7 separate regions of the Mus musculus genome follow, and all the other regions are linked to region 2. The links are chromatin contacts, called in public Hi-C, HiChIP or PLAC-seq and promoter capture Hi-C maps. All regions are on one chromosome and are shown on one strand. Each heading gives the region's core, a stretch centred on a gene start, on an enhancer-like site or on the middle of the called end of the contact. The rest is flanking DNA. Distances are from core to core; before and after follow the strand shown.

What was found. Promoter capture Hi-C pulls out the DNA fragments that hold promoters and counts their contacts. A called contact is a pair of places that touch in the nucleus more often than the background predicts. HiChIP or PLAC-seq counts read pairs in DNA pulled down with a chosen protein or histone mark.
Region 1: a promoter capture Hi-C map of hippocampal neurons shows a contact between it and region 2, with 37 times the contacts expected there. The contact joins the enhancer-like site here to the promoter of Epha4 in region 2. A contact is called at or near these places in 2 of 39 promoter capture datasets (hippocampal neurons and liver), 11 of 484 Hi-C or Micro-C datasets (cardiomyocytes, cerebellar granule neurons, cerebral cortex and 7 more) and 15 of 115 datasets of contacts at active chromatin or transcription factors (astrocytes, craniofacial prominence, embryonic forebrain and 10 more).
Region 3: an H3K4me3 HiChIP or PLAC-seq map of embryonic forebrain shows a contact between it and region 2, with 11 times the contacts expected there. The contact joins the enhancer-like site here to the promoter of Epha4 in region 2. A contact is called at or near these places in 6 of 39 promoter capture datasets (the 3T3-L1 cell line, cranial neural crest, hippocampal neurons and 2 more), 8 of 484 Hi-C or Micro-C datasets (the HL-1 cell line, cerebral cortex, cumulus cells and 4 more), 10 of 115 datasets of contacts at active chromatin or transcription factors (astrocytes, embryonic forebrain, embryonic hindbrain and 5 more) and 1 of 9 other capture datasets (liver).
Region 4: a Hi-C map of cortical neurons shows a contact between it and region 2, with 4 times the contacts expected there. The contact joins the enhancer-like site here to the promoter of Epha4 in region 2. A contact is called at or near these places in 1 of 39 promoter capture datasets (hippocampal neurons), 7 of 484 Hi-C or Micro-C datasets (the HL-1 cell line, adipose-derived mesenchymal stem cells, cerebral cortex and 2 more), 9 of 115 datasets of contacts at active chromatin or transcription factors (astrocytes, differentiating embryonic stem cells, embryonic forebrain and 6 more) and 1 of 9 other capture datasets (embryonic stem cells).
Region 5: an H3K4me3 HiChIP or PLAC-seq map of embryonic stem cells shows a contact between it and region 2, with 15 times the contacts expected there. The contact joins the enhancer-like site here to the promoter of Epha4 in region 2. A contact is called at or near these places in 6 of 39 promoter capture datasets (the SN4741 cell line, cranial neural crest, hippocampal neurons and 2 more), 5 of 484 Hi-C or Micro-C datasets (the HL-1 cell line, Sertoli cells, cardiomyocytes and 2 more), 15 of 115 datasets of contacts at active chromatin or transcription factors (astrocytes, embryonic forebrain, embryonic limb bud and 7 more) and 1 of 9 other capture datasets (embryonic stem cells).
Region 6: an H3K4me3 HiChIP or PLAC-seq map of embryonic limb bud shows a contact between it and region 2, with 6 times the contacts expected there. The contact joins the enhancer-like site here to the promoter of Epha4 in region 2. A contact is called at or near these places in 5 of 39 promoter capture datasets (cranial neural crest, embryonic stem cells, hippocampal neurons and 2 more), 10 of 115 datasets of contacts at active chromatin or transcription factors (SST interneurons, astrocytes, craniofacial prominence and 7 more) and 2 of 9 other capture datasets (adipose tissue and embryonic stem cells).
Region 7: an H3K4me3 HiChIP or PLAC-seq map of embryonic forebrain shows a contact between it and region 2, with 9 times the contacts expected there. The contact joins the enhancer-like site here to the promoter of Epha4 in region 2. A contact is called at or near these places in 5 of 39 promoter capture datasets (the SN4741 cell line, cranial neural crest, hippocampal neurons and 1 more), 7 of 484 Hi-C or Micro-C datasets (cerebral cortex, cortical neurons, embryonic fibroblasts and 3 more), 10 of 115 datasets of contacts at active chromatin or transcription factors (SST interneurons, astrocytes, embryonic forebrain and 6 more) and 1 of 9 other capture datasets (embryonic stem cells).

The regions. Positions count from the first base shown.
Region 1 is chr1:76,069,339-76,072,877 of GRCm38.p6, forward strand. The region is part of intron 5 of Gm32622 (a long non-coding RNA gene); the gene reads left to right. Among named protein-coding and RNA genes, the nearest start is that of Gm32737, 24 kb to the right of the region's middle. Within about 2 kb of position 1,718, at least 31 of the 459 cell types and tissues checked have an H3K27ac peak or open chromatin away from gene starts, as enhancers often do. A contact at or near this core is called in cerebral cortex, cortical neurons, forebrain and 3 more, where this site is marked.
Region 2 is chr1:77,513,538-77,517,159 of GRCm38.p6, forward strand. It overlaps Epha4 (Eph receptor A4), which reads right to left and starts at 1,551. Exons shown (of 18, transcript NM_007936.3): 1 at 1,404-1,551. The coding sequence starts at 1,494.
Region 3 is chr1:76,223,758-76,227,701 of GRCm38.p6, forward strand. No RefSeq gene overlaps it. Among named protein-coding and RNA genes, the nearest start is that of Gm32737, 130 kb to the left of the region's middle. Within about 2 kb of position 1,629, at least 2 of the 459 cell types and tissues checked have an H3K27ac peak or open chromatin away from gene starts, as enhancers often do.
Region 4 is chr1:76,154,736-76,158,663 of GRCm38.p6, forward strand. No RefSeq gene overlaps it. Among named protein-coding and RNA genes, the nearest start is that of Gm32737, 62 kb to the left of the region's middle. Within about 2 kb of position 1,791, at least 1 of the 459 cell types and tissues checked has an H3K27ac peak or open chromatin away from gene starts, as enhancers often do. A contact at or near this core is called in cortical neurons, where this site is marked.
Region 5 is chr1:75,986,746-75,990,298 of GRCm38.p6, forward strand. All of the region lies in intron 3 of Gm32622 (a long non-coding RNA gene), which reads left to right. Among named protein-coding and RNA genes, the nearest start is that of Gm29065, 31 kb to the right of the region's middle. Within about 2 kb of position 2,251, at least 2 of the 459 cell types and tissues checked have an H3K27ac peak or open chromatin away from gene starts, as enhancers often do.
Region 6 is chr1:76,244,557-76,248,563 of GRCm38.p6, forward strand. No RefSeq gene overlaps it. Among named protein-coding and RNA genes, the nearest start is that of Gm32737, 150 kb to the left of the region's middle. Within about 2 kb of position 1,850, at least 16 of the 459 cell types and tissues checked have an H3K27ac peak or open chromatin away from gene starts, as enhancers often do.
Region 7 is chr1:76,428,458-76,432,160 of GRCm38.p6, forward strand. No RefSeq gene overlaps it. Among named protein-coding and RNA genes, the nearest start is that of Gm17751, 59 kb to the right of the region's middle. Within about 2 kb of position 2,399, at least 2 of the 459 cell types and tissues checked have an H3K27ac peak or open chromatin away from gene starts, as enhancers often do. A contact at or near this core is called in embryonic forebrain, where this site is marked.

The DNA.
Region 1 (3,539 bases), core at 468-2,967, 1.4 Mb before region 2:
CTTCCCCAGGGAGCTCAGAAACAACCCACTCAGCATCTCTGTCTAAATTTCACTTCTCATCCACGATGCCAGTGCCAAGCTATAACTGCCCTTGCCCTGTTACACATATGTGACTGGATGTCCTTTGCTTGCTCCACCCCCACACCATCTATTGGCTTCCAGGACACTGTAATTTATTTCTCCGTCTCGTCTTCCTGTTTGTTCACTGTTTACATACACCTACTCCTCTGTCATTGGTAAAGTAAGCCCTCCTCAGGCCGTCATCTGATCTGCTTTCTTCACTGACGTGACCTGAGTACTCACAGGCGGTTCACATTAGCTATTTGTTGATGTTTGTTGGACAGTGTTTCATGAAGAAATTGCTTGGAGTTCTTGTCATATGTTTGCATGTCAGCCAAAGGCAACTTCCAGCGAAGTAAGAACTGAGTGGAAAGGTGAATTCCACAAATTTACCTCAGGAGCCTTATTCCTGGACCATTCACTTGGCCTGCTAATAATCCTGACCCTCGTGAGACACAACAAGAAAGTGAGTCCTGGCCATTGCCTGCTGTTCTATAGAAGCCACATGACTTGTACTTGGGCTTCATGGAGGCTTTAAGTGAGCAGAGCATCTTTGGAAGGCCCAGGGATGTTTTGAAAGTTCTGCAACTGGTAAATGATATAGAGGAATCTCTCACCATGAATCCTGATAGCCAGTCTTTTCCTTCTTCATCCAAGCTAGTTTTGGGACCCACAAGAGGAAGGTCAAGGCAGAATGGCTGGGATGACATCCAGAAACAGGGACCACAGGGATTCCAGGTTTACCATATGTTAAGGTGACCATGAGGCTTACCCAACCATGATGGAGGATTTTGCTGTCTGTGTGTGTGATTTCAGAATGAGCAAGGTGGTGCTGTTGCTAGAGATTTTGTTATTTTTCATTTAATGGTTTTGTTGCATATGTAAGTAGCGTCGGTTTACATGGAGAGCACTGGTTAGAATAATAGCACGGACTGTAGGTACTACTGCTTACAGCCTGTCTGGTTTGCTGGGCCATTTGTGTATGCATGTGTGTTGGGGGTGGTGCTCTTTAGCAGAGTGATTCTCTCTTTTGAGAAAATGTCTCCCTTTGTAGCCAAGGGTAGCTTTAACCCCTGGTCCATCTGCCTCAGCTTCCTGAGTTTTGTGACAAGCACGTGCCATACTCTGCTTCAGAGTAGGAATTCTTAGCAGGAGATAATGGCAGCCATCATGGGAACTTGGAAGGATGTTCAGCTGGCATCTTACAGGTAGAAAGCAGAGTGCTGCCAAACATCTATAGTGCACAGAACATCCCCATAGCAAATCACGATCTTGTCCAAATATTGGGGTGCTGAAGAAGGCTTGAGAAGCCTTGCCCCCCAAGAATGGCAGGAATGAATGACTGTTTCTGTCTTCCTTTTCTCCTTGTTTTTCTGAATCCTGCCTCCCCTCCCAGCTAGAGGGAGTAGAAAGAGGACTGGAAGTCTCTCTTTAGAATGTTTCTTAGGAATTAATTGGCAGAGGGAACAAGGAGTTCCAACCTCCCACGTCCGTCAGCTCACCACCTGCTGCAGCATCAATTATGTCTCGGCCCACGCCACGCCCGAAGGTTGGAGAGCTGCCGTGTGGTACTGTCGGTACTGTGGGGCTGCAGCCTTTAGACACCTTCCATGAGGCAGGCAGGGATGAGTGGTGAGCAACAAGAGGGGAGGCCGGTACTCCGTGTTGTCAGCAGCCGAGGAGCCCAGGGCGTCATGTAACCCAAATGAACTCCGGGTTTAATCTCTGCCTCTGACAGCTCCCTGGAATCGCAAGAATGCCTGAGGATATTTGTTCTAGCTCTTCCATTCAGTACTGAAATACTTTCCAAATGAAGAATAATGCTGTCAGCTACTACTCTGAGAATTAGCATATGCCTGCCGTTTGTTTCTTTCACCAATGGAGCCAGTTACAACCTCCCTTATACATAGTGTAGCGTTTCCCAGTTCTCAGAGAACAGGAACAGAAATGATCTCACATGCAACGGTTTTCACTGAATATTACATCTGAAAAAGAAGAACTTACTTTAAAGGGATTTTCTTTTTCCTGCGGTATTGGTCAGCAGAGGGGGAAGGAAAGACTCTTAAAACAATTGAGATTTCCATTTCCCAAACGCCAGAATGGTTAATGGATGGCCAGAACATTGGAGCCCTGGGGTAGCAGAGCCCTAGCTGTGTGCACAGCACTTTTTGCGTTGTCTTCTTTGTTAGTCCGGGATGAGCTAGTCGGATGGAGGTTCCCCTTGTTTAGATAACTTACTTTGCCGAATTCTAAATGTAAAGAATGGTCTCTTCTGCCGTGCCTTTGTTTAAAGGACTTTGCTGTTTGGCTTTCCTTTTAGTGTCCAAGACCCTACAATTTAGATGCCACAGCAGGTTCCTTTTTCAGGGGAAGTCCTTAAATTCTGGTGTCCCTTGAGGTTCCCTTTGAGTTTTCCACCTTTCCCATGTGCACATTTTCCATAGGTGGCTTCAGCTCTGCCCTGGAATCAGTTGCTGTTCAGCTCCTGTCTGTGTCTTTTTGATGGTGGTGGTGGTGGTGATGATGATGGTGATGATGGTGATGATGGTGATGATGATGAATGGCAAATCTATCCTCAGCCCGATGGATGTTTCAGTGTAGAGTGAGTCTAGGCTTGGATGGTGGGAAAAGCAAGACTGAGGGTGAATGTTGACTATTGTCCTTTTAGGTTGGATGTCTCCTTTGGTAAGAGTCCGATTTCATGTCCCAGATCCTGAGTTCTGTCAAGCTCTGCACTCTCTCAAGATTTACCACAGTGCCCAGCAACAGCAAACACCAAGAGGAAGGAGACTTCAGAGATGCTGAGTTTCTGTGAAATGCCTCCAGTACAACCTGACAATGGCTCCAACTATCACCTATAGTTGATCAACATCCAGCCAGGGGACCCTCAGTCTTCGTTGTACAGTAGAATAATCTAGAAGCTTTTTATAGACAGAGGTTAAGGCCTCCTTCCAGACTTCCTGAACCAAGACAATCAGGATGATGTAGGAAGATGTGCCAGCCTTTTTGTTGTTTGTCTGTCTGAAAGACCAATAGCTTGTAAGTAACCGACCAGTTGACTTGTTTCTTGATGAGAGTCCATCTTTAGCATTCAGTAGGAAAATAGGTCATTCCTACCGTCGGTCACTAGTTTAATACCATGGTCACAATGGCAAGTGACTGCTGTGTGACCAGGGCAATCATTTCTACCCACAACTTCAATCCAAATCCATATTTATTTTTGATAGATATCAAAGTGTATGTGTGTGTTTATATGTGTAAATAGTACATTTTTGCTGATCTAATTGTATGTGCGTGTGTCTTAGATACTGACTTAATTCATTATTAAAGCAGAAGTGTGATTCATTTAACTGTATTGAGACTGGGGAGCACAGTAATGAACAAAATGAATAAACATCCTTGCCCTCACAGAACTCAGGCCTTGGAGGAGACATCAATAGACAGGATAGATAAGCAAGATTTAGGACACATCCAGATGG
Region 2 (3,622 bases), core at 301-2,800:
CTGTCCCCTCCTCCGCCCCGGCACTGCCTGTGGGCAGGTGTACGACAAGGTCCAAACCTCTGCCTGGAGAGCTCCGGGTACCCTCTGTCTAGCCAAGCCTAAGTTGGTTTTTGGCTCCCTCCTTCGGAACAGAAAAAATGATAGTGGATTGCACAGGAATAGCTAGATGGACTGATGCCTGGGGAGACGGAGGCTGGCTGGCTGGATGGATAGATAGATGGATGTACGGAGTGGGAAGAATCGATGAGACAGATGCACAGCTAATGCGCGCAGGTTGGAACACGAACACAGGCCGGAGCCCACGTTCACACACTGTGCGCACTCGCTTACCCGGCACAAAACGTCCAGGTTCCTGCAGACACCCGCGCCAGGCACACATTTGCCCTCAAACACACACACACACACACACACACACACACACACACACACACACACACACACACGAGAGGAGGGGGAGAGAGACAGACAGAGATAGAGAGACAGGGACACATAAGGACAGAAATAGACACAGAGAGTGTTCCTTTCCCCCTAGGCCCATCACAAACTAAATGGTCACCACCTCTCCCCTCACCTCGGACAGAAAAACAGACAAACAATCCTTCCAGAACGTCGCAATAGACAAACAGAAAACGGCACACGAATGGGTCCCGTCGGTCATGCCTGTCCTTCTAGACTAGTCCAGTACCCCATACTGGAGAGAGAAGCTTACAGTGGGGTATGTTTAATTCGCTGACTGGTCCCCTAGTTTTGCTGGATGAGCTAAGGATCTGGGGTAGGGGAGAGGTAGGCCTGAGATTGCAACCTCCAGGGTGCGCGGCCCGATGGAGAAAAAGGTGTCTGAGGCCCGGTGCTAGAAATCAGGTCACCGGCGCCCGACAAGCGGCGCCACCACCGCTGCGCGCTCCGGAGACCAAGCAGCCGGGTCCCGGGAAGCGCTGCGCTGGGAAAACTTTGCAAAAACCCGGGCTCGCAAGGCTTGGACAAGAGGCCGGGCGCTCTGCGCTCTACGTTTGGGTTTCCCTTCTCGCCTGTGCTGCTGATGTAGAGGACTTTGCTCACACGTTTTTTTGTTTTGTTTTCAAATCCCGGTGTATCCCCTCGGGGCGCCTTGAGCCGGCCCTGCAGGCGGATGCTGATAAACTTTGGCCTTTCGCTACAAACTTGGGCAGAGTGGCAGCTTGCATCGGTCACCCTTCTCAGTTCAGACAGCCTGATCCTCCTCAGTCCCCACTTAAGAGGATCCCCTCTGTTCGGCACTCTTCTCCGGAGTGGGAACGCGAGGCTCATGCCGCGCTCTCCACCCCCCGCCCCCCACCCTAACTGGTTCTGAGCTCCAGAAGACCATTCATCAGTGAATCACCCCCTCCGGGTCCCGGACCGCATAAGGGCTGCCGGGCTCTTACCTTCATTCGCGGGGTATACCCTAGAACCGGTGACAGCGTCGCAAATTCCAAAGAGAAACGAAAAGAGGATGAAATAGAAAATCCCAGCCATGGTTCGCCGGTGCCAACGCTGCTCCTGCCGCTTCTATCCCAGTGGAATAAATGCTTAAGTTAGGAGTGCAGCAGTCTGAAGACATTGCCAAGAGGGTGGGACCGGCCCGTGACGTACACCCGCCAGTCCAGAGCTCGTGACCAATAGCAGTGCAGAACCAGCGCCACGTCCCCACCCCCACGGTGCAGAGCCCACCCCCGAGGTCCCGCCCCCTCCAGCCTCCGCAGGGCTCAAGGTCTCCCGAGGCTGGCTTCCCAGCAGTGATGGGTCTGTGCCCCCACGAGAGGCCCCAGACCTTGTCTCGATCCTTGGGGATCGATCCCTTGGACGGCAGAGGGAACTTCGAGAGACTCCGAAAGGACGGTGGGGAAGGCCAGAAAACGTTGGCATTCCCCGCCCGGCCCCAAGTCCGGAGGTGTGCGAGGGAGAAAAGACTCCTGTTGAGATGAAATAAGTCTGAAGTTGACCTGCACCTTGGCTCTTGCCCCTTGCCGAGGTCGTCGGGTCTCTGTACTGTCCACCCCAGCTAAGGTCGGGCGCTCTCTGCTGCACGCAGCCACCCTCACTGCCAGGTTTTGTGTCTTTATGGCGTTCCTCCGTGGGAAATGCTTTGGGCTGGGGGACTTTCGTAGCTTGATAATTCCTTTCCTTCTTAGTTACCTAGCCAGGGGGACCCAGTCATCTCCCCAGCAGCAGAGCGCGGTCACTTGTCCCCAATCTTCCTAACGTTTGGAAGTGATCCCTGGCCAGGTCCGGGTGTTCACATCGACCGAGCCCACTACGGGACTATGAAGGGAGAAATCACCTCGCGACAGCCCTAGCTACCGGGAACTCACTGTGCTTTCCAGGGAGTGTCCCTGGAACCACTTCTAGCCATTCCTGGACACTTAGGTGTAGAAGGGGAAGGTTGTAAGAATGCGAGCACCTGCTGCACAGAAGGGACAGACAGAGGGTCGCAAGCTGCCTGGAGCAGCTACTGTGGCTCTGAACTCCGAAGTCTCCCCGGTACTGATGGGGACAGTCTCCCAGGGGACCAAAATGAGAGGCTCTACCCGCAGAAACTTGTCCCACAACCCCGCGTTGTTCTGGGTGCCAACCATCGACTTCCCAGGGACGCAGACACCATCCGGTCCTCCGATGCTCAGGCCACCGGGGAAGCCAATTTGAGCGCCAACCGCAGCTCAGCTAGCTACCAAGGGACCCGCCCCAGTTGAAACTGGGTGGCTGGTCCCCAGGCGTTTGAAGGGGTGGGATTCCAAAAGATCCACCTTCCGTGCTCGCCTCAAGCTGCCCCTCCTTTGGCTCCCTCCCGGGCCAGATTTTCCTCCTCCAAGTCTGGGTCTCAGCCTGAGTGGAGTTTGAGTGGAGGCACTTTGCAAACAGCAGGGGCAGAGTATCTACGTGAACCAACCGCGCCACCTGCCGGCCAGATGCGGGAGCGCGCGGACCCGGAGCAAAGCAGAACGGACAAAGACCTCAGCCAGCCAGGCAGGTTGTCCAAGCCCGGCTAGTAATTTATTTACAGATTTGGTCAGGTCCTCCCATACTACGGTACGTAAAGTCCTGTCTCAGCTTCCTCCACCTAGACTACGAAAGAAGAACTCGGAAAACGTTTCATGGAGGAACTTCACATGCAAAGGATTTCATGAGTAGCTTGTCCCCTAAAATGGGAATATGGAGTTAAAAAAATCCAAGCATCACCGCAAGGTGTGGAGCAGGTAGAAATCCGAGCGTGGCTCCAGGCGCTTTCTGGTTGTTGTCATGGAGAACGATCGCGTTTCCCGTCCAGGGCTGGAGAACTGTGCTTGCAAATTCAGACCCGGACTAATCACACCAGCAACTTTTGCAGAAGGCAAGAGTGCGCCGGTGGGCAGTAGCTGAGTCGGTTGTCCAGAGGGACAGCGGCTAAGGCTCCTGGCATTTTGACTCTGCGGTTTGGAAAAACCTATTGGAATGTCACCCACAGGGGAAGTGGATTTCCGTTATTGAAGCTACTGATTTTACATCAGTGAAGCGCGCGGGGGGGAGGGGGGATTATGCACGCAGGAATATAAGTGTGTGCATAAATTATTAAAAATAACCGCGCTAAGTCCCCTTAAGAAAAGTCTCGATTCTTTCATGTGTCTTT
Region 3 (3,944 bases), core at 379-2,878, 1.3 Mb before region 2:
TCAGAGAATATTTACTGATGGAAGCAAGTATACCAACCGAGAAAGGGACATAGATCCTGAATCCAAGAAAAGCAGGCGTCATGTAATCTGAAATGCATATTCAGTTCACCTGGTGATTTTTTTCTGGAGGACTCTTTCCACATTTTGATAGCTTTCCATTTTGAATTAATCTATTAAAATAGACTAAAGATTTATTCTATCCTTAATTACGTGCCCACATGAGAATGTTTCCCTATGGATGACTGCGCCCATATAAGCCATAAGAAGGAGTCAGATATCTTGGAGCTGGTGTTCCACTACAGGTGAATACACCAGGAAAACTTCACGAGATTCTATGATGCCTGATGAAGCTTCATCAAGTTAAAAATCATGTTACTGATGAATAACATAGGCTGTGTGCATGCACCAGGTAGAGCCACTGTATTCCACAGGTTAGCTACATAACTATGTGGTGTGCCTGTCTTTGTGGGTTTGTGTGTGTGTGTGTGTGTGTGTGTTTGTTTTTGTTTTTGTTTTTTTTCCACATTAGTACCTTTGAGTCAGTTGGCTCATTTCCCTGGGGCTTCTGCTTCACGGATTGACTACTATTCAATAGTTTCCAGTCTGGGGTCTCCTTTTTGCTGGCTTCTGAGCTAATTACTTACTCCTGGAGTCAATTATTTTCTTCAGGGGGAGAAAGAAAAATGTAGGTGCAGTGCTGTCAGCTGGGAGCTTGTCTGTCTGTATCAGCTAGACCACAATGATCTGTTGAACATAAACAGTTTCTTGGAATATCAATACCAGACCATTCTTCGCTCTGATCATGGTTTGAGCAAGATAAAAACACGGCTTCCCTGCAAACAGGTTTGAACACATTTAGAAACAGTTAACTCAGTACAAACCAAAACTGTCACATAATCCAGCTTCTGGGGTCACCTGAGCGACTATGGCTTGCTCGGCAGTTATATGTCACCTTAGTGACACTCTTTCTCCTATAGATTAGGGAAAAATAATAATAAGATGCAAAATGATAGGTCCTGATAGGATGCCATTCACAACATACCTTGTTTCCTGGAACTTTCCTGAAAAGGATCTAAGGACTCAGATGTACCATGTCACTCTAAAACCCTCTGACGGGCATGCCTGACCCTCATTTGTATATAGTACAATTTCTAAATGTACACAGTGCATTTATACATAGTGAGTCTGATGTTGGTAGATTGGAATATAGTTGCATGTGTCTGGTGGTCTTAAGCTGGGGAGTGTCAGCTACGGAGATCTAACCTCTGTGAAGTATTCATCTCATGACAAAGGGTGACCTTGACTGATGACTCCCCAAAAATCTAATTCCATGCCTCTGAACATCCCAACCTGGAACAGATCTGTCCCGTGAGCAGATCTGGGCAATCTATTCCATTTTCAGATCAAATCAAAATCATGAAACGGCAGGGTTGTGATTTTCCCTTTAGGAGGCCACCGGGGAGCTGCTGGGTAGCATTCTGATGAGCACCCAGGGTCCTGAAGACTGGGTGGGTACCCTTTCCTGCCACATCATCCTGTCCAGAGAACTTCAGCTCCAAAGCATAACACACCTTTGAGTACTAAATTCAATTTACTATGCATCTCTGCGTAATTGACTTGGGTTTCCATTTTCCCCTCGGAAAACACTTTAACCTTCAGACACTGGGTTCTGGCCAAGGCATGGCTAACTGTAAGTTTCTTTTCACTTTGATTTCTGAAAAAAAAACTCCTATGGGCAATTTTTGGTGGGGCCTTTGTTTTGTAGGTGTGAGAACAGCATTTGCTTGTTAACTCTTGTGAAAGCTGCGGCTGAGGTTCTCTGCTGTGGTTTTGTGTTTCTGTAGCCACTCACCAAATAGTTGCTTTAAAACAAAACAAAATCAAAACAAAACAAAAACTTTTGCACTCATTCTTTTTTCCTTAATCTTTCCACTTCCAAAGTTAAAAGAGAATCCTTCAGAGAGAAAACAAACAAACTAAAAAACTTGGAACAAAATACAAAATCTCTGTTACTTGGTGTCTTTGTTTTGAGAAAATGTTACTGGTGAGACAGGCAGCTGGATTTCAATGGACATGTGAGGGGAAATTCCTATGCAAGGATGTGGCACTGCCCTGGATTTTCATCAGCATCCCATTGCTCTGTGAAGGACTTCTTTAGGATTTCTCATTTGAAAACATAAAGCAGATTTTTTAAAAATAGAAATATTAAAAATTCTTTTAAACAGGTCAACAATGTAAATAATTTGTACCTATTGTTTCTGTATTGCATGCAAAGCTTTTCACCTCTGTTGACAGAGGGTAGGTACATCTCCTAGTTCAATATTTTCACTTAAGGTTTTGAAACAAATGTAGCCCCATGCTTTCACATGGCTTTCATTAGCAGTAATTTCAAGGACGCAGAAGGCTATGCTAAAGCATCGCGAAATGATTTGGGGGGGGACACTTAGTTGTTTTCAGTTGAGTTTATTGTTTGCTTTGGCAGCATGGAAAGTATTTGAATAAATATCTTTGTACACAGGCCATTTGCTTTTTCTGAAGATTGCTGGGTTAATTCTCAAAACTGGGGTAATAGCGCTCTCTCCAGAAACCGGGGACACCGCCATGGCTTTTGTTGCCTATTACCCCAGTGCTTACCAAAGGTGGTAGGGAAGCAGCAGTGAGCACAGTTACGTCATTGAGATCTCATCAGAGCTTCATTTTATCATAAAATAAGAAAACAATGCTTATGATTCATAAAGTTTGTGTGCTTAATACGTAAAAGGGAAGTAACTTATCGAGCCTTGCCACTTTAAAGTTTTTATTTACAATCCAAATTTCAGATTCTGAAGATCAACAGAAGGGCTGTTCAGTTGTTTGTCTCGTCCCTATGATTGTGTCATTGTGAAGTACACTTAGCCCATCTGGACAAAGGCTGGACTCTTCCAGATTTAGAGGAAATGGAGGAGGGAGAAACATGGGTGACAGACCTTTTGTCTTATGAAGGAGTCAGGGTGAGAGGCCTTAACTTTTTTTTATTAGATATTTTCTTTATTTATATTTCAAATGCTATCCCCTTTCCTAGTTTCCCCTCTGAAAATCCCCTGTCCTTGTCCTCCTCCCCCTGATCCCCAACCCACCCACTCCTGATTCCTGACCCAGGCATTCCCCTATACTGGGACATAGAACCTTCACAGGACCAAGGGCCTCTCCTCCCAATGATGACCGACTAAGCCATCCTCTGCTACATATATAGCTAGAGCCATGAGTCCCACCATGTGTTTTCTTTGATTGGTGGTTTAGTCCCTGAGAACTCTTGGGTTACTGGTTAGTTCATATTGTTGTTCCTCCTATGGGGCTGCAAATCCCTTCAGCCCCTTGGGTACTTTCTCTAGCTCCTTCATTGGGGACCCTGTGCTCCATCTAATGGATGACTGTGAGCATCCACTTCTGTATTTGTCAGGCACAGGCAGAGCCTCTCAGGAGACAGCTATATCAGGCTCCTGTCAGTAAGCTCTTGTTGGCATCTGCAATAGTGTCTGGGTTTGGTGGTTGTTTATAGGATAGATCCCCAGGTGGGGCAGTTTCTGGATGGTCATTCCTAAATCTCTGCTCTAAACTTTGTCTCTGTAACTACTTCCATGGGTGTTTTGTTTCCTATTCTAAGAAGGATCAAAGTGTCTACACTTTGGTCTTCCTTCTTGAGTTTCATGTGTTTTGCAAATTGTATCTTGGGTTTTCTGAGCTTCTGGGCTAATATTCACTTATCAGAGAGTGCATATCATGTGTGTTCTTTTGTGAATGGGTTTCTTTACTTAGGATGATATCCTCCAGATCCATCCATTTGTCTAAGAATTTCATGAATTCATTTTTTGTCTTATTTATTTATTTTATTAGATATTTTCTTCATTTACATTTCAAATGTTATCCCCAAAGCCCCCTATATCCCCCCCCCCCCCCGCCATGCT
Region 4 (3,928 bases), core at 541-3,040, 1.4 Mb before region 2:
GCTAGGAGACTTAACAGATCAGTGAGTTAAACCATGCTAACTTCTGAGAAAGTAGTAACAACCCACTCATAGTAGTGGGTGAGGTTAATGGACTTTTCAGATTCGAGTATTAGGAATTCTAAGCAACTGATAGCCATCTCTTGGGCTAACGTTAAGGGCAGATGGATGGTATAGCAGTTTTTGCTAATCAAAGTTTATGGTAAGAATATTTGTCTTATATTTCAATTAGAGAGCAGGAGGATGAAATATATACCACCAGTCTATGCACCATGAAGCATTCTACCTGGGGACATCATGAAGCTTTTACACATGCATGATCTCACACCAGGAAGGCAATGGATATTTCCCTCTTGGCTTAGCTTTGAAAATACTTATGAGTTTCATTTAAATAATGTAAGGTGATGATGTTAGACAAGGGAAACCAATTAGGACTAGGAAAAGCTATTATTGCCCTTTACTTAGGATTATTCTAGAGATTACCAAAGTGGCCATGTGACTATTTTTAGCCTTAGTGTTCCACATCTGAGGATTCAACCAACCTCAAATCAGAAGTGTTAAAAACAAAATTGCCTGTATGGAACATGGGCAGATTTTTTTGTGTTCATTGTTCTGTTACTAGCATGCTGTAAGACTACTTACCTGACACTTACACTACAGCATGTATTTTAAGTAACCCACAGATGATTTAATGATCATAGGAAGAAGTGCATGTTCTATGCAAATACTATTATGTTTTATGCAAGAGACTTGAATATAATAGGTTGATCCTAGAACCATTCTCTATAGATTCTGAGGGCAGCTGTATGGGCATATACATGTTTATGCACATACACTTGTTTTTTTTCTCCTTTTCTATGGTTCTGTTAAATTTCCTGTAGAGTTGGGTAATAGATTTAAGTGCTCATTTTTAAGTCTTTAGAAATGATGTGTGTTTATTATTACTTTTACTTTTGATGCCAAAGTTGAGTTGATTATAACTTTCTTTTAATATAACTATTCAGACTTTAAGGATTTCACTGTAATTCTTATTTATTTGGTAGAAAATGCCTTTATTTCAGAGAAAGTATCTAGGCAGCAGAGTGTTGAAATTTTAAATTTCTAAATTGGTAGTTTATCACTTTTTTTTTGCCTTGGAATTAATATTTCATTTGGAAGAAAAAATTTAAAATGACCTTAAACATGATACTTTAGCACTATGTATTCTTACAGTAATTACTTGCTCTCACAGAAGCCTGAATTATCAAAGGAGTTTTGCATACCATTTGGAAAGTGGGCTGCAGAAAAGTCAGCCTGCTGTAAGACTCCTAAAGATGAGACTCTAAGTTGTTTATATTGATCTGATGACATTGTCTTATCTGCACTAAGGTTTAAAAAAAATCTCCATATCTACATTGTTTAAGGCTTTTTTTTGCATATGAAAAATAGTGTTGACAAGTAAATCTACTATGGGTAGGATTATAGCCCATGAATATGCATGATGTCTATGCTCCCTCCTATGGATTTCCTGTTGACTTCTGCAGGCTTCACTCTCTGGGAAATTTCAGCATGGAGGGAAAGAAAGTTTTACCGCCAATTTGAGTCTCAAACGCAAGATGAACAGACGTCTGTTGCATTAAAAAAGGACATAGGCATGCATTAAATCCCTTATGTCTTACTTTTTAATGATGCAATTGTGAATTATGTTCTTGTTGCATTTGTAATTAGAGGCTGTGGCAGATGGTGAAGACTTATTTTAAAGCGACGTGTCTATTAAAATAAGCCACACTGCCAAGTGATTGTTCACTGTAACGGCATCTTTACACCCCTGAAACACTCCGATGCTTTGTTGATGTGTGGTTGATTACCACAGCTGATTACATATGTGCACATATTTGCTCGGAAATGTATCAAGGATATTGGATATGTGCAATACTTTGTTTTAAAGTGTGTGTTATCACTATTATAGATAATGAAGCTCTCAATGAATTATTCAGTCACACCATCTACAAAGGGAATGTACCCAGCTCCCATTTCAATAAAATTAGGCATGAATCTTTCTAAACTGTTGAGCCTCCTTCTCCCCACACAGTGGGAGAAGCACTGAATGGAGCGTGGGGAGGTGCTGAGGATTGAAAGTCTCTATTGTCCACATCTACAAGGCCGGGAGAGTTTGAGGATGAACTCAGCCCATGGATCATGGTGGTATTTCTAGCTGAAAGTGAGACTGAAGACAGATAGGCACCGAGAGCCTGGAAAATGGAAAACATATGGTATGTGGTAGAATAGGTTCAGAGGCGGTAACAAACAGCACCCAAGTCTCACTGACTCAGAGTCATATACATTCATGTCCTCTTTGTCAACATGTCTATTGTGGATCATAAAATGTGTCTGTTTATCATAGTATACATGGAAAGAAACACAGGAGATAGAAGTGACGTCACAATATGCTTCTCCAGCCATCTCCCCCATGGAAAAATGTTGTGTAGCCTTCTATGCTAGCTTTTTCTGTTAAGAGTCACATGGCACTCTCATTGGCTAAAGAAATTCATGTGATGAAGCCTGATATTAAAAGAGCAAATAGATGCAATCCTACTATATGTTTGGAAAAAAATGTAATCCTGGTGTAATGTGCTGTGAAGAGATATTCCTTCGTGACAGTTTTTGTATTATTTTCTATGGCTGAATCATCTCTAACATCTTGCCCAGAGAGATCAACAGATGGCTCTCATATGTTCAATAGTCCATTAAATACCTTTAGGCAAAGGTACATGTTATTTGAGGGGGCAGAGGTGTCCAGTTTCATATTTTCTCACTGGTTTTCTCTTAAGATAACACTGCAACAATATGAATTCTATCATCAAGTCTGGGAGTATTAGAGTCAGCAGTGTTACATGAATTTGTGTATCTGGAGCCTTTTAACAATGTCAGTGTGGCTACCTATGGAGTCACAGCAGCATGTAGTATTTATCAAGCCCACAGAATCAGTTTTTCAGGATATAATATGCTATGGAAACATGCTAAGAAACCTGCTTGGATCTCTTCATTGAAGCCTATCTTAGTTTCGATTTTTTTTTCCTGTTGCTATGACAGAATAACCGAGAACTGGTTAGTTTATAAAGAAAAGAAATTTATTTCTTAAAATTCTGGTGGTTAGAAAGGTTAAAATCAAGGACCTTACATGAGGTCTTCCTGGTGATGACTTGAGAGGAGTCCAGAGATGCAGAGCAATACTTGGTGAGATGGTGAGACAGAATAAGCATGCCAGAGAAAGCTCACTTTTGCAACAAAGCCGCTCCCTCAATAACCCATTAACCCAAGTCTCTATTTAATCTATTAATCTATTAATCCATTAATCCATGGAGAGCTCAGTCTGCTCCTTAGGTGATTCATGACCTGATCACTTCCAAAGGCTCCACCTCCAAATTCTATTAACACATGACTTTGGGGATTGAATTTCCAGAAAATGGATTCTGAAGAACATTCAAACTGTAGCAATGCCTAACAATGGGCTTAGTCATCACCTAACTTTGGGTTTTGCACTCAGATGCTAGGAGAATGGTATACCTAGAGATGGCATGGTAGTTCCACACATTGCTCCACTGCTTGTGCCTTTGTTTACATATCTCTTTAGCTCAGCCATTTCTAACTTGTATTTTTTTGTAATATAGGTGAGATCTTTTCCCTTATTTTTTATTAAATCTTTGAGATTATTATACAAAGCATGCTGATGATATTCACTTTCTCTCTTGCTCCTCCTTAGATCTACTTCCTCTTCCCTACCCACCCAACTTTGTGTCCTTTTAATTTTTAAACTCATTAAGTAGAGTTTGTATTTCCCATATCATCTTGGATGTGTGGGCTTTATGGGATGATAGTTACCCACCAGGAGCTGTACCCTTAATGAAAATTGACTCTACCTCTCCCAGAATCTATCAATTGCTAATAGCTC
Region 5 (3,553 bases), core at 1,001-3,500, 1.5 Mb before region 2:
GCCTCTGGTATTTTTTTGTCACCATGACAATGGATCAATACAGGGGGCACGTCGGAGTTACCAATGGACTCTAAACCTACTTTTTATAAGTACAATCTTGGGTTCCGTTGATAGCACTTTTCCAATGGTAGGTCTAACATGGGTCAGAGCATCTTGCTTTAAAGATGTTTCACAGATGGTTCTGATCGACATCCCCTAATTGCTAATGGCCTCAAGCAGAGTCCAACTATAGAACATGCCAAATCCCAGCCTGCTGTCTGGTTTTGTGGGGCAAGAACTCATGGGGCAAGAATGACATTTATTTTTCACTTTGAGCATACATGTTACATGAGTGTGTATGTTTGTATCTGTGTGTGTTTCTGTGCGTGTGAACCTGCATACACAATATATGCATGGATGGAGGACAGAAATCAATGTTCTTTATACTCAAAAAGCTCCCTACTCTGTTTTTAAAGACAGATTTCCTCATTGAACTTGAGGTTCACTGATTGGGTAAGATGAGCTGGTAGGTGAGCTCCAGCGGTTTTCCTGTCTGTCTTTCCCGGCACTTGGACTGCAGGCATTCTCCATCATACCCATTTTCCACACTGTGCAAGCAGGCTCTTTTATCCACTGAGTCATCTCCATATCCCCTAACTCTTACATTTTTAAATGGTTGAAAAAAAAAAAATTTCAGGGATGGAGACATGGCTCAGCAGTTAAGAGCAGTGACTGCTCTTACAGGAAGACTCTGGTTGGAGTCCCTGCACTTACATGGTGGCTCACAACTATCTGTGACTGCAGTTCTAGAGGGAGCTAATATTCTCTTCCAACCTCTGCAGGCACTTCACATTCAGAGTGCAAAGACACAGCCATACCTGCAGGTGAAACACCCCCACACATAAAAGTTCATCTCAAAAACATAAAGAATATTGCACGACGTGAAAATTGTAGCAATTTTCCAGAAATGTAAGAGTAAAATATTATTGGTCCACAATACTTATGGACTAATACTTGTACTAGTATGTTTATGTAAGTCAAATGGCTGCTTTGCATTTGTCAGAGTAGTTGTGATGGAGAATGGAGAACCTAAGGAGACCCCAGGCGTTGTTTATTCTTTGGAATTTTCAGTAAAAAATAAGAAAAGACCTTCTTGCTCTGGAGCACTGTAGTGAGAACCTGAGTCCTTGGGCCAAGGGTGTACAGAAGTTCAATTCCCCAAATGCTCTGCTGCTAAAACGTCTGTAGAAAAATAACTACAATCATAGCAAGGCTTTCAGAGCAAGAGATATGGCTGAAAGACACTGTCCATGACAGGTCTTCTGTTTTACCCACTAGTGTGAATTTGACGCCTTGAAATCCTATGCCAAAGCAGCCAGAAATGCTGCGTGAAATAGGAATAAAATCTTTTTGGTGTGTGGCTAGACTATAGAGAAAGGAAAGGAAGCTGTCAGGGACATCAGACACAGTGAAAACAAAAAGAACAAGTCAGAGGGCAGAAACAATACCGAAGGAGCAAAAGGCAGTAGCTGGCCAGATCTGATATCAGTGACCTCTGGTAGGAGTGGAAGGTGGAGGGTGGAGGATGGGGGCAAGAGACAACAGTGGGCTCAGTAGGGAACTGAGTTGTAGTGCCTCCCCTAAACCTCAGGACGACTGGAGGACACCAAGCTTACTGAAAGAGTGACTTAGAAAATCATCCAAATCGAGCAAAGGAATGCGCCATCCCAGCTTTGTTTTGGCTAAGGGAAACACTCTTTCTTGAGAATTCTCAATACAAACCAGGCCTTTGAAGATCCAGGGCCTGGATCTGTATACTGTGGAAAGGCTGAAGATCACAAGAATGAGGTTTCAAGTCATTTCAAGTCTGCAGCGCTCTGGAATGTCTGAAAGCAGAGAGTATTTATCCTTCCAGGAGGAACAAACCACCCAAGTGCACATCCATGTCTCATGTAACTCCCACATGCAGTGTTGTGAGGTGAACTTGCCCACAAATAACAAGGCCTCTGAGGATGTAAGGCCAGCGAGAGCCGGGGCAACAATGAACAGCAGATGCAGGACCAGAAGAACTACAGATAGAGGAACTATTTTATACAGTGTTCACAGTGACAGAGGGATAAATCTAAAGTCTGAGGAAGAAAGAAGAGGCTATCCAAAATGATGAACTCACTTGGAAAGGAACAAGAAAGAAGTTCTAGATACAAGCTGTTTAAATAATATAATGTCAACTCAGCCCACTATGGGTGACGTAAGTGGCCATAAAATAGTTTGGGGGATGAACTGTAGTGGGCTCTGGAAGGTAAGCCAAGGAGCTTGAAACTTACTTGGGATACTCTGAAGAAACAGTGAACTCTTCTGAAAACAGTGGAAGAGGTCAGAGATTTATTCATGGACCCATCTTGTCTGACTCTAAGCCTTCCAAACTTCAGAGAACACAGTGGGTACCTTCTTGAGAGGCCCAGGACTGTTAAAAATTGAACTCGAATATCAAGGTTGAAATAAGAGACAGAGTAGTATAAGTGGCCAATCTAATTCTGTCATCAGGGGGTAGTGGGACAAAAATAACTAATTAAAGTATGTGTTAATGTGGCTAGTGAGATGTTCGAGAATGAAGATTAGAAGCCCAAGGAAAAGATAGGATATACTTTTATGTGTGTTACACACAGACAAACAGACATGCGCACACACACAGACTTGCACACACACACAGACATACATACACACACAGGTATGCAGGAAAACAGGAAAGAGAAAATGTATTAAAAGATCAGCAGTTGTAATTTAACCTCAGAGAACATTTAATATCAGTATGTTGCAGCTGAGGAAAGTTTCTCCCAGAGTATTAAATTCTCAGTAAGACAGTATTGCTGGGTTGGGGCTTATGATTAGAGCCCTTACAAAGGAGCCTGCTGGCTGTTTCTACTACACAAGGACACAGTAAGATGGTGACATCTTGGCAGAGGAGAGCAAATCTTCACTAGAGTTTTTTAAGACCTCAATTTTGGACTTTCCAACGTTCAGAACTATAACCAACAAAATTCTATTGTTTTTTTTTAAACCCCCCAGTGGTTCCAGGAATTGAAACCAGAATCCTTGTTAGTACTTTACCACTGAGCTACACTCTCAGCTCTTAAAAGTCTATTCTTTTTCTTTAATTATCAAGCCCAAAGCATTTTGTTATAGCAACTGAATGGACTAAGGTACAATACCCAGGAGTTATTGGCAAACCAATATTATATATGGGTTCCAGGACCCCTGTGGCTGGAAGAGAATCTTCAGTCATTCTAAAATCAAATCTCTGTCTTCATGATCATCCCTAAAATCTTTAGCTAGTAATACTTTCCTAATGTCTTAGTTACTTTTCTAGTGCTGTGATAAAACACCACACCAAGACAACTCACTTATACAAGAATGCATTTAATTGGGGCTTACAGTTTCAAAGGGTGAGTCCATGATCATTATGCCAGGGATCACAGAAGCAGGCAGGCATGGCTTTGGAGCCATAGCTGAGAGCTTACATCTTATCTGCATAAGACAGAGAGAGCTAACTGGGAATGGCATGGGCTTTGAAACC
Region 6 (4,007 bases), core at 600-3,099, 1.3 Mb before region 2:
TCTCAGCTAATTTGGTACATTTGTTCATTAGTGTGTGTTCTCTTACCTAGCAATCAAATAAACAGATTTTAAAGTGGACTTATCTTATGACGTAAGCCCCATAGACTTCATTTCCTGCTGCCCAACCTTACCTCCTGGTTCTGGATCTTGCGTGCTGCTTCTGATTTTTTGGGGGGGTTCATGGCTGGGACATTTTTACACTGATCTCCAGTCCAGCTTCTTCTCTGAGTCCATTCCAGGGAATCCCCACACTGTGGAACTCCTTTCTCAGGAACTGTTGTGAAAGGAACATTTGTTATCTGCTGAAGCCTCCTGACCTCTTTCTGCCAGACAACTCTCCTCTGCCTTTCTGAGAATTACTCATCAGCAGCTGTGGCGAAACAGGAATCTCTTCTTGGGTGTAAGGCCCTGGAGTTCTTAATGTTCTCCCTACTAAGATCTTCCTCGTTTTACTCTAAGCCACAAGATCAGATTGTTTCTCCTGAGACTTTGACTTTTGAAAGGGCAAGATTTCTGGACTACGGGGGAAACCCTTTTTTTTTTTTTTGGGCCATGGTCTGTCTCCTCAAGAGGCTTGTTAGGCTGAGGCACTGAGGAGCACCCATCCATCATATTTAGCTTTTGTTCTCATCCTTTGGGTCTTATCCCTTTCTTACACTTGGGTCCCCATATACTTACATCAAGCTTCTTTTCTGCTTCAATCACACACAGTGGAGGAAATCTGAATGAGACACCCTTCTTCCATGTAGTGATGGATGTCTAAAGCTGTTCATTGAGATGTAAGTGCTTCCAGAGTGCCTATCCTTCGCAACTACACTATTCTGGCAGTCAACAGTCAATTAGGTCATCACCTTTCCAAAGTCAGGAATCATGTCTTATTTTTCTTGGAGTATCCATCACTGCCAGAGTCCTCAGTGGAACTCACCTGCCACGTATATTTGCGGCCTGGTAGGTTTCAGATGGCTTCCGAGGCATTGTACCAGTCTTAGCCCTGGAAGCTTCCAGAGCCCTGTGTTCCACAGTGCCGCAGCAAAGACGTTGGATCGGCTGTTGCTTCGAGTGCCTCTGGGCAAGTCATTAGATCTTTTTCTTTAATTTGCCTTTGCTTCCTGCAAAGGGAAAATGAGGTGAATAAATTGCCTCCATCAAGTGCAAAATTTAATGTGCTAAGTGTGCTTGTGTCTCCAGCTTCATAAAGGTATGTACTATATAAACACTACATGGGTGTAACCAGGAGCCTTTGAAAAAATCTTAATGTGAATTTATTTTGAAGAAAAAAAAAACCTATACCTATTCTTTTTATAAACATTTGTTAAGGCACGCACATTTTAATCTCCCCCAGGGATATGTTTCAGTGGGGGAAGCTTTATCTTGGCACAAGTTTAAGATCTCTGTGTCTTTCCTTTTTTCTCCACTCTCATTCACACAACACAAAATTCTCCACTACAAAGACACATGGACACATTATCTGATTAGGTCTATTTACCTTCTCTGTATATCTTTATTGGGCATCTATTGTACATGAGGTCCGTGTCAGGCTCTAAGGACATGATGTATAAAAATAGTCTCCTTGGTCACTAGGTGAGACAGATATTCGTGCATTCATGCGTGCATTCACCTATCCAACAAAGGAGCTGACTGTATCAGGCACCCTTTTAGGTTCTGGGGAACAAGAATGAATAAATAATACAAACAACTATTTGGTTCTCTAGGACACTTGCTACAGGGAAGCCATATGCTAGGTTCATTGAGAATGATGTCCCAGGGGAACTGTGCTGGGATTCAGTCTTGAAGGGCACACATGACGGAAAGTAATCGAAGTGGATGAGGACACAGGCAGGCTTATGTGCTCTGTAGAGCCGGGAGCTCTGTATAATTATAGAAGTGCTGAGGCCTGTGAAAATGGGACAGATCCAGGAACAGAAGTTCGCAGTGGCCTGACTGATCACTTTATGAATAGAAAAGAATTCCCTGGTATCCTGGGGGTGGGGGTGGGGGATGTATCTCGCTGAAGCTTTCTATTCAGAGACTTGACCTGCAGATGAGTGTGAGACAGTCGTGGCTGCCCTGTTTGTAAGAGGCATTTGACGCTGATTATCCTGCCTCTCCTTGAGAGTGGCTGTTGCAGGATTGGAAAGTCTTTGCATCAAAAGTAGCAGCTGTGTGGTGTGGTATCCCTGTGCTTCTCTTGTAGGCAGAGGGCGTTTTTATTATTTCAAGATGCAAGCCAAGTATTATCAGAAGGTGCTGGAGCTTGGGAGTTACCAAAATTTTGGATGATTCACAATGCAGGCTGTTAAACAGCATGACATCTTGATTTAACACTCCCCTGGCTAAGAAGCCAACACAGCAGTTTTAAAAACTGTACCCATGACTATGTGTGGGTCACTTCTGAGCCATTTGTATGTAATTTAGGATTTATTGAATTTTTTGGAGCATTCATATGTAATTCCAGACTTAACAGTTGCTCTGCAAACTATCAAATATTTATATTGTTTTCTTCAGATGTATTTATTATTTACTGTACATTCTATGAAATATTTACACCGATTTTTTAAAAAGAAGAGATATATATTATTTACACCGCCTTGAAGTTCCTCTCAACATAAGTAAAATGATAAGTTGAGGCTTAAAGACTCCCAAGGATGCTGCTCAGGGTTTGTCGGCAACCACACGGAGGCTCTGTCCCAGAAGAAAACACCTGGCAATAGCATTACGCAATTAAAGCTGATGTTTGGGACCACCCAGCTCTCTGTGGAGCTCCGACTTCCTCTAGCTCGCCAGTCTCAATTGGCAGAAGGGAAATTTAAAACAGCTCCTCCCAATGTCTCTCCTTGCCCTCCCAGGGTTCCAGGTGTCTTTACCACGCAGGCAGCACCTCCCGCCCATGTCTCTCTGGGACCTGGAACATCCCCCAAAGTGCAGAAGGAAATGCAATATAGAGCTTCCTAGATTACACCAGACTCCACTGGCTGTGTCACCAATCCCAGGCATTCCACTCTCTTCCTTATCCTAGGGAATTTCTGAAGGAGTCAGAGGCATAGCCTGGTCATCTATGCTCTTAAATACGTGCCTGTTGGTTCCGATTATCAGTTAAATGTGGGGACTTTTGGAAGAGAACCTTATGTATGTCATTTTCAGTATCATCCACACTTGAAACATCCTTGGATGATCCTGGATTCCCTCCTATCTGGCTGTCAGCCCTCTCTTACCTGGTCTGCAGATGTCTGAGCAAGTCTTCCCCTTGCCAAGGAGCCCTAGGTCCTGCGGTCTGACTTAGATCTGCGATTCACGTTTGATAAGTGTGGGTACTCTGGATCTATTATTAGACATAATTTAACAAGACAAATTCTATGGTTACGTAAGTATCTGAGTTGTACTAGTGTTTCCATTACTGTCAGATGGCATCCATTCTCCAGGAAACCCATGCTCTGTTTAGGTAAAACGAAAATGATTTCCTCAGAATATAGAGGGCATCAGAAATATCAGTGGAGGAACATGACAATTGTCATTTCTTTGGCAGATGTCCTCATGACTCAGATTTCATAAAATGATGTGTTTCTATGTTTTCTTTTGCAACCATTTCTGTATATATTTGACTAATAAATAAGCTTAGTGCTGTGTGAGATTGATGCAGTAGGAGCAGTGACAGGAAAAACAGTCTGGGAAGGTGCAGGGTGACCAGGATAAACTGGGATGAGAAGAATGACATTTGCAATGCAGCTATGGCCATGGGATACATGGTATGCAAGTAGGGACCAGGATCACGAAACCTATCACGGTCTAATAAAATTATGATAGAACCATTTGGGATAGATGGCCTTTCCCCATCCTGTGGGGAAGATGAGGTTTAGAGAAAGCTCAGTCTACTATGCATGGTACAGGGTAAAATGAGAGTATGGTAGGTCACAGGATCAGGACCACTTGATCAAGGGCAGGCAGGTGGATGCAGTCTAGTGTGTTTGTGGCACAATGGAAGAGCTTCCCTGACTGAAGTCGTGTGCTCT
Region 7 (3,703 bases), core at 1,149-3,648, 1.1 Mb before region 2:
GAGACAAAGAGACACACACAGAATCAGTACAGAATCATGATAAGCCGAGAAACAGCAGTCTGTGTGTCTCTGTATGTGTATATGAGAGAGAGGGGGGAGGGGGAGGGGAAGGGGAGGGGGAGGAGAGGGGGAGAGGGAGGGGGAGAGAGAGAGGGAGAGAGAGACAGAATCAGTGCAGGATCATTACACCCAGAGAAATAGCAGTGGAGCGATGGACTTAGCTTTTCTCTTTACTATTCCCGAGTTTGGTTACTCCCACTAGGTAGGATGATCTGCTGACATACCAGCAGCATGTACACATGAAGTTCTGCAGAGCCCTAGCAGGCAGACCTGCTGGGTGATTGTGATAGCTCTCACCTTCTTCCTTCTCCCAGGTAGTTTTTCAGGCAGGTACCTCAACATTTCTGATAACTGTAGAGCACTGAATACTCTGAAAAATATTTTCCTATCTTCTCTAATTAAGCACTAATATCACATGCTCAAGTGCTAATAGCTTCATTCTGTGAAAAGTTGAGACTGAGAAAACCCCCTGGGATGAATGACTTGAAAAGAGCCCAAGATTTTCTGCTGAGTCGTGGCAAGAACCTTCCTTCCTTTAATCCTCTTTATTTTGACTCTGGAACTTTTTCTTGGGGTCAAGACAGTATTATTGTTATCATTACAGGCCTCTATTAGAAAAACAATATCAAGCCATATCTGAAGGGAGCGCCATACATATTCCAATTGAATCTGTCCTTACATGCCAAGTAGGGATGCTGCCACCATGTTCCAGAGTTGACACAAACCAGTTCTACAGGTAAAGCCTTCTGTAGGTGGGTGATGTCTCTGGGAGGTCAGAAGCTGGACAGAGAGGTGTTAGTGTGGGAAGAGGCAGAAGGAAGCTGTTTACACGGAAGATATGTCTTAGGCAATGTTGTGTGCAATCATAGTTCATCAGAAGGAAATGAAGGGCAGAGGAAGAAACAAACACTCCCACCAGAAAGAAAAGTAACACAATTACTAGAAGAAACAAAGATGGTGGCCCATAGATCAGACTCTGTGTCAGATTTTACCCAGGACTGGCTGGTTGTGATGTCCAAGTGCTGAATGAAATTAATGGGCCTTAGGAAATCCATGTCTCTGATGGCATTTTGGCCTAGTCCTATGTGTCACATGAGTAAAAATTAGTGAGAGGAAATTAGAAATACAAAGGTTGGCTGGCATGTAGATAGGCAACCAGGATTTTTGACCCACAGATATATGTGTGTGTATATATATATATATATATATATATATATATATATATATATATATATATATATATATACACATACATACATACATATATATATGTATGTATGTATGTATGTATGTATGTATATATGTTGGCTGGGACACTCCTTTTGAATCCTGTTTTAATATTTGACCATCTTTATTCCTTAAGAACAGTTATCAAATTTGTTTCCTTGTGTCTGCCTTTATTGATTACAAATGTCCTCAAATGTCAAGACCATGGAAAATGGCAACAGACTATCAATTCCTCATGTTAACAAGCACCACATTTATTCCAAAAAGATCAGGAAAAATAGGGGGGGGGGGAAGAATCACCACACAGATGATTTAAATCATACAGTTTAGAAAGATATGGAGAAGCAGGCTTTGGTTAGGGTGCAAGCTGCTTAGAATTGAATTTAATTTAAAGATGGACAGTTTTCCTATAGGGTAGGCATTTCTGTCTTCCTGAAGCCAGAATAGATTCCATCCAGATGCCTCATGTTTTTGCCCCCAGAGCAAACATTACATGGGAACTGAGCTGAAGGAGCCGAACAAAGCAACCTTGTAAATTCTAAATTCGGGTGATTGCATCATCCAAGTCCTAAACATATTAAGAGTTCAATCCAGCTTTTATTTTTATTGAGCATTTGTAACTAATTCCCACTGATCAAAGACAATTTAGTCTCTCTCTCTTCCCCCAACCCCTTGTTTTTCTTTTTGGCAAATAAATCGTATTCTGGAAGGATGACATGGGAATCACTCTTCTTTCCAGCGGCCATACAAATCTGCTATTTCAAGGAACGTGAAATGGAGGGAAGCAGTGCATTTTGGGAATTCATTAAGTGGATGAATTCATTAAATGTTGGAAGGAGATAATTTAGACCTTTTTTGTAACGCAATAATTTGCAACTGTATAATTATCAGGGTTTGCTTTAGTCTGGGACAAAAATCTGATATTTATACTTAAATGAAAATTATCTACCACTTATACTGACAAAAATATGAGCTCCTTATTTGTGGTTCTTAAGAGTGTGTGAGGTTACAGGATCTCCACTTTGCCTTTTCCTAATTAGGACTTAGTCTGGGGGTGGCTAGGATAAAGCAATGCAGCCCAGGCTACGGATGGTACCTGTGTAAGGCTTTTGATATGAATAGAAGTGGAAAATTGAATCTGGGTAAAGAACCCTAGACCTTACTCCTGGTCCCTGCATAGATGTTATGGTCTTTTGTTGAAAAATAGCAAAGGCTACAATTGCAATGAGCCTGGGGAAGATATATGTATCTGGGGTTTAGGACTCAGTCAATCGGGGGGGGGGGGAGGACACAAATGCCATGACTTTTTATTTGGTATGATGTGCAGAAATGGGAATGTGAGGAGCTGTGAAGTATATTCTTTATTAAAGAGAACTGTACCTCTAATAGGTTATTATCAATGACATAAAGGAAAGATGACATTCATTGGTTGCTGCCCTACCCTCAAATTCATAAGCATTGTCCTTCTTGGTAAACAGGCTTTCAAAGGACACTGGGAAGTTCTTCTCTGAGCTCTCAGAAGTGACCAAGATGACTGTCTGTTGACCAGGGAAGTCTGTTTGCAGGACGTTTATCTTCATAGCCTTAGTCTTAATGGCTAGGCCTCCCCTAGTTTACAAACATGAGCTCATATAGGACCACAGTCTTTACATGAGGATAATTGTGTGTTTGGTCTCTTGTGGTACACTGTCCTTTGCTTTATCACATGGTTCCCATAGGAACACTGTGAGGAGTTCCTGTCTCACATTGTTGATGTGGAAACTGCTGTACCAAGAAGCCAAGTGACCAGGTCGGTATCTCAGGGCTGGATGGTGGAGTTCAGCATGCATCTGTTGACATCAAAGTTATTCTTTGCATCCTCATGCTTGCTGATGCTTTCTGAAGGTGATCTGTCCTCTCTGAATGTCTTTGTTGACAAGTTATTGTTCCAAAGTGACACCCACCTCTTGGGACAATAACCCAGGCAAAGTTACAAAATGGAGGATTGTATTCTCCCTTCTTAGTCAGTAGAGTGAAGAACCATTGACTGTGCCTTGGGCCCATGGAAATTCTGTGCTGGAAGTATGTTGATGAGCGAGACTTTTGTGTTCCACAGGATGGTAAATGACTGTGAACAGTTATAATGTATTTTAGGTAAAATAACATCCCTAGGCAGGGATAGATTCTAAATATCCCTTCTTTGTGAAACTATTTATTAAGAGTTCATTTCATGGAATTTCAAATAGGTAGAATTCTCTGAATGGTGATTATTAGTGCAGGACCACAGGGGCATGGGAGCTGGGTGGAAAGAAATAAGGTGTACTTCCAGAGATAGGAGATAATGAGCCAGACTTGGGCTCTTCACTGGATAGATTTAATTGTCAAGTTGACACAATCTAGAATCAATGGGGAGTGTCTTATGAAAAATTCTCTAGAT